Regions from separate parts of the Gossypium hirsutum genome. Here regions 1 and 3 are each linked to region 2. The links are chromatin contacts, called in public Hi-C maps. All regions are on one chromosome and are shown on one strand. Each heading gives the region's core, a stretch centred on a gene start, on an enhancer-like site or on the middle of the called end of the contact. The rest is flanking DNA. Distances are from core to core; before and after follow the strand shown.

Region 1 (3,624 bases), core at 166-2,665, 230 kb before region 2:
AATAATGCAATAGCCAATTATTCTAGGCCATTTATCAGATATATGTTCCAATATAAATTTTTATTGGTGATAATACCCTACTAATACATATATACTAATCTGAATATTCAGGAGAAGAAACAAATTGATCATGTAATTGTCTTCCTCTATTAGGTTGACAATAAATGCTAAGCTATTCTATCAAAAACTACGAGGGTCCCCACATGAATTATTACCCCCAAAATTCATGCACCCAAGATTTATGCATACATGAATCGCATTCATATCAACAATGATGAAATTATTAGGAATTCAAATACAAATGAATCAAAGAAACACCTTAATCTAAGCTGATGATAATAAAAGGGGAGGAACACTTTAATGTTCTACCTCAATATCTTCTTTATTTATTGAAAAAAAAAAGGAAAGAAATCTGACGGAATTACGGATTGAACTATCGAAATATTAAAGTTAGGTTCCAAAAGTAGATTCTACAGTCAAAAGGGTAAAAAAAAATAGGGGAAAAAAAATCACGCCGATGACCTAGTGATATCTTAAAAATGAAGGTTGGAAAATGTACGAGGTATAATTATGGATAATGCTTCATAAGGAGATCAACATGGAAGTTATGTTTGTTTGGTTGCAACAAAATTCCATGATAATTACCGACAAGATAACCGGATGTAAAGTCTAGACAAGAAGGAATGTGGGAGATGAAGTGATGGAAACAAAAAGAAAAACCAGAAAGCAGAATATCAAGATCAAAAGAGAAAACAGAAGGAAAAATCAGACATCAAATTAACAAGGAGTAATAATCATTACACAAACTAGGAGATTAAGATCAATTTCACATTCTAGATGAATCTCGAGAAAAAGAATTATTTTTTTTGAATGACAACCTAAAATAAATAAAAGTTCTAAAGAAAACATCATCGAAGACATGGAAAACCCAACAATCTAAAAGACCGTACCTGCGATACGTATGCTATTTTATTCAGTTTCAACAACAGTAACTGCGCAGAATCTGCAATTCCCAAACCAATCTTCAATACCCAGAAACAAATATACATATATATATATATATAAAGAAAATACATCGTAGAAAGAATAAATAAAACGTACCACAAAATGTAACGTTTTTGGAGAAGATATCAAAGAGAGAAACCGATCATTTAGGATCTCAAAGTATTGACCTCAGAAAATCAAAGAACGAAAGAAAAGAAGGAAAACGGACGGATAGAAAGAAAATTAAAAGAGAGAAGAAATAAATAGAAGAGGAAAAATAAAAAGCCAAAGGGAAAAAAAGAAAAGAGAGAAAGAGGAAGTTGGGAGAACAAAATTATTGAAAAGAATAATACTAATGATTAAGAATCGGTGGCATTAACAAAGCACGCCCAGTCCTTTCTACTTAGTGGTTACGCTAACTGAAATCAGTAGAATTTATTAAAGTTTTTTATTCACAATTTATTTTTTGCATGAATTATATAATGGGTAAATTACACCGAGTCACCTAACTTTAATGTAGCTGATAAATTAGTAATTCAAGTTTCAATTCAGTCACTAAACTTTTAAAAAATGATAAATCGGTCACTAATGTTATCAAAAAATGACAAATCAATCACCTACTAACAGTTTTCGTTACAGACCTAAGGGGACAATGACATGGCCAGTTAACTAGCTGATGCGGCCAATTAACTAGCCACGTTGGATATGTCCACGTGGAAACCCACCTAATTTAAGAAGAAATTGAAAAAAAACCCTAATAGTAGAAGAAGAAGAAGAATAAGAAGAAGAAGAAGAAGAAGAAGAAGAAGAAGAAGAAGAGAAGAGACTGTAAAATCGTTAAGGTTTTTTTCCCATATTATTTTTTCTTCCCTTAGTTGTTGCTATTGTGGATTAAAAACAACAATTAACAAACCAGGGTGTTGCCAAAATCGTCCCCCCAATGTGATTGTTCTCATGAAGAGGTCACTCAGACCTTTGATAAGCATTCTAATGCTTGTTGCATTGACTACAACCTTAAGCTGTCGGATTGCCAATCCCCGTCGCGGTGTCTTTACTATTTCAACTGAGTTGGAGTCAACCAAAGTCCTAATCCAACCCTTACAAACCCAAATTTTTAACTCCACTCTGCTCAAGTTTGCATTTATTGATATAGGTGAAGCAAACTCTAAGCTTAACATAAAACAGCTGCTGGAAAGGGACTTTTCAAGCAATGGAAAACAAAGGAGCTTTGCAACTTTGAGGAGCTTCAGTAATCATGATGCCAAATCAAGAAATTCCTATGGATTACTGGTATTACTTAGGTCCCCAAACTGGTGCAACTTTCCATTTTTTTCTTTTCTTCTACTAAACCCTAAATTGGTGTTAAAAAAGGTTGTTTAAATTAGTGCTTAACATCCAGCTGGCTGGTTAATAAAAACAAGGAATTTGTCAACTGCCATGTCACTTTTTCGTTACGTCTGTAACGGAAAATGGTTAAAAGGACTAATTTGTCATTTTTCGAAAGTTGAGTGGCTGAATTGAAACCTGAGTGACTGTTTTGTCAGCTACATCAAAGTTGAGTGACTGTTGGTGTAATTTACTCTTATATAATACTGTTTTTTTTATTTTTTTTATCTATTTTGATATCGATTTGTTAAGGATGGGTTTGGATGAGTGATTGGGTATGTGTAAACGAAAAAATATATAGGATTTTTCCTATATAATTCATCACCTTTCTACTTAAATTTGTTATTAAAACTAGGTAATTGTTTAATAAATTAATGAAATATGTGAAAATATGAAATTAGGACATAGAAATTATTAAAATGTGATTTTATATTTTATTATATAGTTTTCATGCATAAAAGGACTTATTTTATATTAATTTAAGCATATTATATTTTTAAGCTATGAAGTGAGTCATGCATGATTAAATTAAATAATAAAATGTAATGTTATATTTTAATAATTCATTTTAAATATTTCATTAATAAAATTAGGTTTAATTAATTAAGTAAATTGATTAATTAAAGTGGTTAAATTAATTCATTTGGTCCTCTAAACTATCTGCTATTTTTGACAGGTCTGAGAGTTTTTTTCTAATTGCAAAATCGTCCAAAGTGGGGACCAAGTCAACCCAATTTTCGGCTGCACATGTTTGATCACAAACCAATTTTTGGTTTAATTATACAAGGTCCTTGAAGAGTTGAAGAAATTAGAGATTTACCTGAAGATTTGTTGGAGACCGAGTCTTAGTCCTGAGTTGTTGTGGCATTCAAATTGACCAAAAGTCAAGGAAAAATCGGCCACATTTCCTCAATTCACGGCCGGCCACTCTTGGAGGAGGTTTCAAAGGATGGACACTCCTATTTTTAGCAAACTAGCTCCCTTTGTCTCACCTATAAATAAGAGCTCATTTCTCACTTTTTCAATCATCCCTCATCCCTCTCATCTCTCATCCTCTCTCTCAACTCTCTTAGCTCTCACGCCTATCATCATCCTTGCATAAGGATTTTAGCAAATTAGCCTCTTAAAGAGCCCTTGGTCGACCATCTTGGAGAACCATCAGCAAAGGAGCAACGCAAAGAAGCGAATGAGCCTCGTCAGTCAGAGTCTTGGGTGACAGCCACTCTGAATTGTGTTTAATCTTTCTTTTCTTTA
Region 2 (3,652 bases), core at 296-2,795:
TTATATTATTTTCCTTACTGTAAAAATTTTCGGAGTATTACAAGAACCACCCAAAAATCTATCAGAGCATCTCGAAAAGTCTAGTCAAATTTGACCTACAAAATACTACAAGATTGATTTTGGATTCTCATGTAACTTCAATCTTTGCTCTTAACAAATGTTAACTTTGCTAACATTGCAGTCCATGTGGATGTCACATCAACAATTAATTAATTTTTTTAATTTAAAAATATATAATTTTTTATTTTTTTAAAAAATAAATTATATTATAATTTTTTAAAAAATTTTAAAAAATATCAAAAAATTAATTAATTGCTAATGTGGCATCCACATGGTAGTCACATATATGTTCATATCTATTTTAGGGTGATTTGACAAAAATCGCAAATTCAAGAGGTAAAAGAGACGAAAATTAAATGAATGACTAAAATGATTTTTTTGTAAAGTTAAAAGGTCAAATAAGACATTGTGCCTTTATTTATTTATTTGAAAGGCTGTAATCTAGGGCTAAGCAAAAAAATCAACCAAACCAAAAACCGACCCGAACTGAGGTATTTAGATGGTTTATGAAATGCAAGTTCAAAAACCGCGATTACTCGAAACCAAATTGAATTCTATTTTTTATTTAAAATATATTTAATTTTAAATTTTATGGTATAAAAATAAAAATTTTATATTTAAAATAATAAAAATAATTTAAAAGTTCTTGAAAAATTATTGTTTTTTAGAAGTATTTACGAAAAATACCTTTGAATTTTTGTCAAATAATAGTCAAAAGCCATAAACAAAGCTTATTTTATCAAAATAAGTTTAAAAAATCAAACCAAAAATTAATATGGGAAAACCAAGAACTGAACCGAATTATAATAGGTGGTTCAAAAAATCTAAAAATCTCGACTGAACCGAATCGATATCTCCTCTACTAGGTTAAATTCTGCTATTAGTACATGTACTTTGCAAAAGCTATGGATTTAGTCCCTATGCTTTTATTTGATCAATTTTAGTCCTTGTACTTTTCTAATTTTCAAATTTTGGTCTTGCCCTAAACAGTAGCATTTAAATTCATTTAGTTAAATTTAATTACTATTTTTGTACTATATGTACAGTTGTAGATTTAGTCCATTTTCTTCAACTAGGTCATTCTAATTCCCTATACTTTTCAAATTTTAAAATTTCAATCTTAACAAAAATGACATTCGATAATTCATTAACTGAATTTTAATGAGTATTATGTGGAAATAATAAGTTGACATGACATTACATATATAATAATATGTTTTGCACACCAAAATTTGAAAATATCATAATTTTACTTAATGAATTTAACAATTATTGTTTGATGAGAATTAAAATTTTAAAATTTGAAAAAGTAAAAAAAAAAACTAAGAAATGACGAAATAAAAATAGACAGGAGTTTTTATGAAAAATTGACAACAGTCCAAGCATCCGTGAAGATGATGGGCTTGGTCTCAACTTAAGCCCTAAATAGTAATGGCCTGATTTGGATCGTCGGTATTTAGAATGTACGATTAAAAGATAAAAAGACGTAAAAATTCAGAACTTGAGCAGACGAAGAACAGAAAATGCATTCTCTTCAATTCTCAGTTCCACTACTACCAACTTCCCGGTTCAAACGCCATTCCGTTCGTTGCGCTAGCGACCGCCAGCAGCTTTTTAACCGCATTGCCCCTGTTTATGATAACGTAACCCATCTTTCACCTCTCTATCCTTTTATTCAACCAGTCTTCTTCTTCTCGTAATTTTTGCCTTTGGTTTTGATAACATTTGCAGCTGAATGATTTGCTGAGTTTGGGTCAGCATCGTATATGGAAACGCATGGCTGTATCATGGAGTGGGTTGGTATTCAAATTTCTCCCCCTTTTTGTTTCGTTGAATTTTTATTTACCAAGCACTGAAACAGGGCCAAAACGGGAGATTCCCTCTTGGATTTGTGCTGTGGAAGCGGGGATTTAACCTTCCTCATGTCTGAGAAGGCCGGTGCCGACGGCAAAGTATGCTTGTTTTGAATTGTTTTATACCAAAATACAAATAGTATCTGAGGTGCTAAGTGTGTAGGTAATTGGCCTCGATTTCTCGAAAGAACAACTATCAATTGCTTCATCACGCCAATACTTGCTTTCAAAGGCTTGCTACAATAACATTGAGTGAGCACTGGTAAATCTTGTCGTTAACTAACTAGTATGAAAATGCTCTTTCAATAATGGAGGTCATAGGTGAAGTATTACAAACTTATCTTCTATTGTGCATAAAACCATTATAAGTTTTGTCTTATCATGACATAATTTGTGTTTGGAATTGAATCTAGATGGGTTGAAGGTGATGCACTCGATTTGCCATTTTCTAATGGTTACTTTGATGCTATTACTATGGGTTATGGGCTGCGCAATGTGGTTGATAAACGTCGAGCTATGCAGGAGATGTTCCGAGTTCTAAAGCCTGGTCTATAGACTATATACTCAAATCTTCTGTTTCTCTTGTTGGCATATAGGTTTTCTTTTTTAATTGAACTTGATGGAAAATTGAAAATACTTTAAAGGTTGCTTCTTTCTGCAGGCTCAAGGGTATCGATCCTCGACTTCAATAAAAGCATGCAGCCATTTACTGCATTGTTTCAGGTATACAGCACTGCCCCAACTTTTTAGATATTTGAACATCGTAAAGAGTTGCGGTAGTGACGAATGTCACCTTGCACTTGTTGCACATTAAGTTCAATTCTGAAAGATGCCATTGACGATCAAAAGTTTTTCTTTCGGAAAGGAATGGATGATTGATAATGTTGTAGTACCAACGGCAACAGTTTACGGCCTTGCCAAGGAGTACCAGTATTTGAAAACTTCCATTGATGAATTTTTAACAGGTTCATTCCTTCAATTGCCTATGTCTATTCATGCTGAATTATTTTCTTTTCACTGATGATTCGTTTTTCTAGATGTTATCAAACTAAGTCTTTGAAATCTAACTTCATTTAATCTTTGTTTAGAAAGTTGTAGATTCCCGTAACTAAAGTGTCTATTAGATCTATATCAGTAGCGTATTAGTCAGATTTTCTTTGTAAAATAGATGTTTTTCTTTGCAAAAATGAAACTACTGTATCCACACACGAAACTATGCAGTATGTATGGGTTCTCAGACTGTCGGAACCATTGATACGAAGTTTAGGGAGGATGTGATATGACAATAGCTTTTGAATAAATACTTGGCCTCTGTTGTAGGGAAGGAATTGGAGAAACTGGCCTTAGATGCAGGGTTTTCTTATGCCAGACATTACGAGATAGGCGGAGGCCTCATGGGGAACCTAGTAGCCGCACGTTAAAGTAATTTCATGCATTTGATGTTCGGTTTAGTTGTTGAGGAGGAAAGCATCTTCATGCATAGGAATTCCTAACCTTTTCTAAATGCAGTGTGGATTTTGTTGTTAAATTGAATCCTTAGTGTTATGATTGAGAAATCTACAAAAAGAATAATGCTTCAGTTTTGCATCAAATTTGCAATAAAGTTCATAGATTAGCTAAACAGGGCCTTGGATCTACTCCAAAGCGGTATCAAAACACCCCAACCCCAAGCCTCCTTGCCCAAAGAAATATACAAATCACCTATATAAAGGGTGAACATTCGATTGACTTGAGTCAAA
Region 3 (3,571 bases), core at 472-2,971, 150 kb before region 2:
CAAACGAAGCTTTCATCATATTAACTGAGAGAAGGCTTGTGCAGTGCCCACATCTCACTGTCACCACCATGGACAAGCTGCTACGTGGGACACTTACCTGCAATATTTCAAAAGCCAAATTACCGTAAGCTGGAGAGAGAAAAGACTTTAACGCATGCATATATAGTGTGGGGAAAAACATTCTTTTTTCTTTTACCAGTAAAATGGTAGTGCAGAAACCACATTGTACATAACAAATCTGCTCAGGGAGATCAAAGAGATGATTCAGTGTCGACATTTTCTTCTTTGTTGATGTTAGTTTGTCTGTTTCTGAGAGTTTGTGTGTGAGGAAGTGAGGGGGAGAGAGAGAGAGACAATGAAGATGATGTGGTGGGCTTTTGATATACATGGGAGGTGGGATTTATAGATTGTACAGAGACTCTAATTACAAGGATATTACCTTTCTTTAGTTATATCTTATACCACTTAATTCCTTAAGCATTGCGCTTTCATTATTGTTGCTAAACAAATTTAAACTAAGTACATACATTCGTGGAACAATAAATGATATTCAAATATGGCAAATCTTTGTTGTTGTTGCAGCAGATTAAAATATGTGGTTAATGCTTAAATTCACGATAATAAATTGTACTAACTTATGATGGAAATTTTTTTATATAATAAATATATTTATAAAATATTGTTGTAAAAATTAAACTTTATTGAAATAATAAAATAAAAATAACATAAGTTTCAAATTTTATTATATGAGTTTGCATTTTTTTTCTTTTTTTAAATATAAAAAAACAAAAATAACCTCAAAATCATAATCATAAAGTAAGATATAATATTTTAAGTATCTTCTATATCTACAATAGCATAACAAATTTCTACGAGCAAAGTTATAACCCTGTCATATGTATGAGACAGCATAACTCATTTGTGAAAAAATAAATTTGAGTGTATAAAATAATAATAAATTATAAAATTCATAGATAAGTTTAGGGAAGACAATGGAACGAGAGAGGACAGATATTACTATAAATCCACCATCACTTCATAGTTAATATGCTCTGCTACACTATCCACTTCGCTCCATATTAGATATATAATTTTAAAAATTATTATCACTTTTATGGATGTTGAATGCATCCATATTCGTCCTACCCCACCCAGTTCTGCGTCAATTTAATTTTTGTTACTTATCTTTAATATTATCATTTTTTAGTGTCAAATAAATATTTAAACATAATGTTTCAAAAAATAATAAAAAATAATATATATATAATGATAAAATAATAGGTGAGTTGAGACGGAATAGGCAATTGTCATAATCACTTCATATCTACTTTTCCAAAAAAAAATTCTACTCCAAAATTCAATATATAATCACTCATGTGCTTTACAATTACAATGATGCAACTGTAAGTTAAATATTTGAATATTTATAGAAAAAGAAAAGAAAAAAAAAAGAGACTAGCATTTCCCCCAGTTATCATCTCTCTTAGAAAATAATAGAAAAAGAAAAGAAAGAAATACCATTTCATGTTCTGACAAAAGTAGCCCTCCCAAGCTTGTCAACGTTGTGATTCACACAGAGTTTTAATTAAATTGCTAAAAACAATCGCAAGCTTCAACCTTGGTGTGTAGCATTTGATGTTAGCCAATTCCATTAAAAGGATGAAAAAGGGACATAGTGACTAATGGTTTTCATGTGTTGTTTTCTGTAACATTTACTCTCTAGTTCAGGGCAAGAGGCTTTTTTTTACCATTTAAAAGAGGAGGGGAAGTTTCTAGAAGAGTGTATGGAGAAGGAAAATAGGCATCTCAGGTTTTGTCTTTCCTCAAACAAGGTAAGTTTGATTGAGATAATGAGCAATGCCCTCACTTCCCTACTTTCCACTGCTGTCTTTGTTCTTGTTACTTGCCTTGCATGCACTACCATCATCCTTAATGCTCACATTTATTTCCCCATTTTCCATTTCACCTTGCTTTCACTCTCTTGTTGACTGTCTCACCCATGTGCTCCCTGTGATGTCCCCACCATCCATACTTCATATATGGAAATGTCAATACAGCATCTTCAAATCATCAAGACTCTCAATGCTTCCTATAACTTTAATATAATTTTCATATGCTTTCAATTTTTAACCATTTTGGGATAAACCCACTTTAATTGATGGATCCATACGTGCACCCACACACATTTCATCTTCCACTTTTAAATTAATAAAACAGTTAACCCTATCACTTAAACATACGCAATACCGCATAGTGCAATGTCTGCCAAAACTAACATCATATATAAACTTTTATGAAAACCTTAGTCGACATCCTTCCTACTTCATGATGCAATTCTTGATGTTTTCAGATTAGTAACAGCTTTCTTCACCATACAATCATAATCCTATTTTATTTTCAGTTTTTAAACTTGCCTAAAAGTATCTAAGTGGCATTTTTTTTAGTTGGCATCTGAATTTATATTTAGTTACACACATTATCCTAATTTGTTAATAGTATTACTTTTTTAAGGGTTAATATGTAGTTTGCTCCATGAACTTGTTCAAAAAGTACCTAGTTGATACTTGTACTTGTCCAAAAAATTATACATTTTTAAACGTAATTTATATTTTCTAAAAGATTTACAATTTTTTAATTTATATCTATCACAAGTCATACTAAGAGGCTACGACATGTCACTAGTAGGATTGGCCATCGGGGTAACGTCAACATTTGTTAGTGCGGAAATAACAACCTGGGTGATGATATATAAATTTAAATACCAACTAAGTAAATGAATTAAGTGGTGCGTGTGGTAAAAGCCTGACGATGATCAGAATATCAGGCTGTACTATTGTGTTGTTGGTATGGGAAGACCTAACAGTCATGGATTATGTCAAAATTCGTTAATTGAATTTGTTGGATTGTTGGTTCAAGGGGTCACCATTCATGCCTGGGGCTGACTCACTTTCTAGAACATAGCAAAGAGATGGGATAGTTTATGAAGATAGGCAAGATTCCAGGTGTTCTGTTAAAGGAAATATACAGATTGTTCCAAGCTTTTATGAATTGAATAGAGGATATTATCAATTTACAACCAGGGAGGGAAATGGGCCTGGGTTAAAATAAGTTTATGGAGACGAGGAATCCAGAGAAATGTGGGCCTAGAACTTGGAAATCTGGGAGATTAAATTGCTGCTAAAAGGGGGGGTATTGAGCAAACCCAAACAGATTGGTTAGATCATGTTAAGCCATGAGTTTTGTATAGGTTATTTGTGAGTGCCTAATTAGTGATTGTGGTGGCCTTGACTATTGGGAAGTGGTTTCAAAATGATTATTGTATCGTGGAATGTGAGGGGGATTAACTTAGTGGCATCAGTGAGAAGATAGTGCAAAAATTGGTTGGGGTTGATATAATTTTCTTCTAGGAAATGAAGCTATGTAGTTATGTCGAGTGGAAGTAAAACATGTTATGGCCAAATGATCATTATGACTGTATTGGACGGTGGACTGAAGGTACAACAAGGGCTTTAGTCGTTTACTGCCATTATGGGATTGATGCTACTTTAGAAAGGAATATAGGTCTATTTTG

The links. A called contact is a pair of places that touch in the nucleus more often than the background predicts.
Region 1: a contact with region 2 is called in a Hi-C map of leaf, with 3 times the contacts expected there. The contact joins the promoter of LOC107922333 here to the promoter of LOC107921369 in region 2. A contact is called at or near these places in 3 of 34 Hi-C or Micro-C datasets (all in leaf).
Region 3: a contact with region 2 is called in a Hi-C map of leaf, with 6 times the contacts expected there. The contact joins the promoter of LOC107921581 here to the promoter of LOC107921369 in region 2. A contact is called at or near these places in 13 of 34 Hi-C or Micro-C datasets (callus, fibers, hypocotyl and 2 more).

Annotation. Positions count from the first base shown.
Region 1 is chrD01:50,891,229-50,894,852 of Gossypium_hirsutum_v2.1, forward strand. LOC107922333 (E3 ubiquitin-protein ligase BOI) reads right to left here and starts at 1,416. Exons shown (of 6, transcript XM_016852324.2): 1 at 1,102-1,416; 2 at 951-1,003.
Region 2 is chrD01:51,116,886-51,120,537 of Gossypium_hirsutum_v2.1, forward strand. LOC107921369 (2-phytyl-1,4-beta-naphthoquinone methyltransferase, chloroplastic) reads left to right here and starts at 1,546. Exons shown (of 8, transcript XM_016851237.2): 1 at 1,546-1,703; 2 at 1,792-1,856; 3 at 1,922-2,012; 4 at 2,077-2,165; 5 at 2,327-2,460; 6 at 2,575-2,636; 7 at 2,779-2,878; 8 at 3,234-3,534. The coding sequence starts at 1,584. The coding sequence ends at 3,334.
Region 3 is chrD01:50,969,905-50,973,475 of Gossypium_hirsutum_v2.1, forward strand. LOC107921581 (axial regulator YABBY 4) reads right to left here and starts at 1,722. Exons shown (of 7, transcript XM_041087375.1): 1 at 1,519-1,722; 2 at 1-97. The coding sequence starts at 1,521.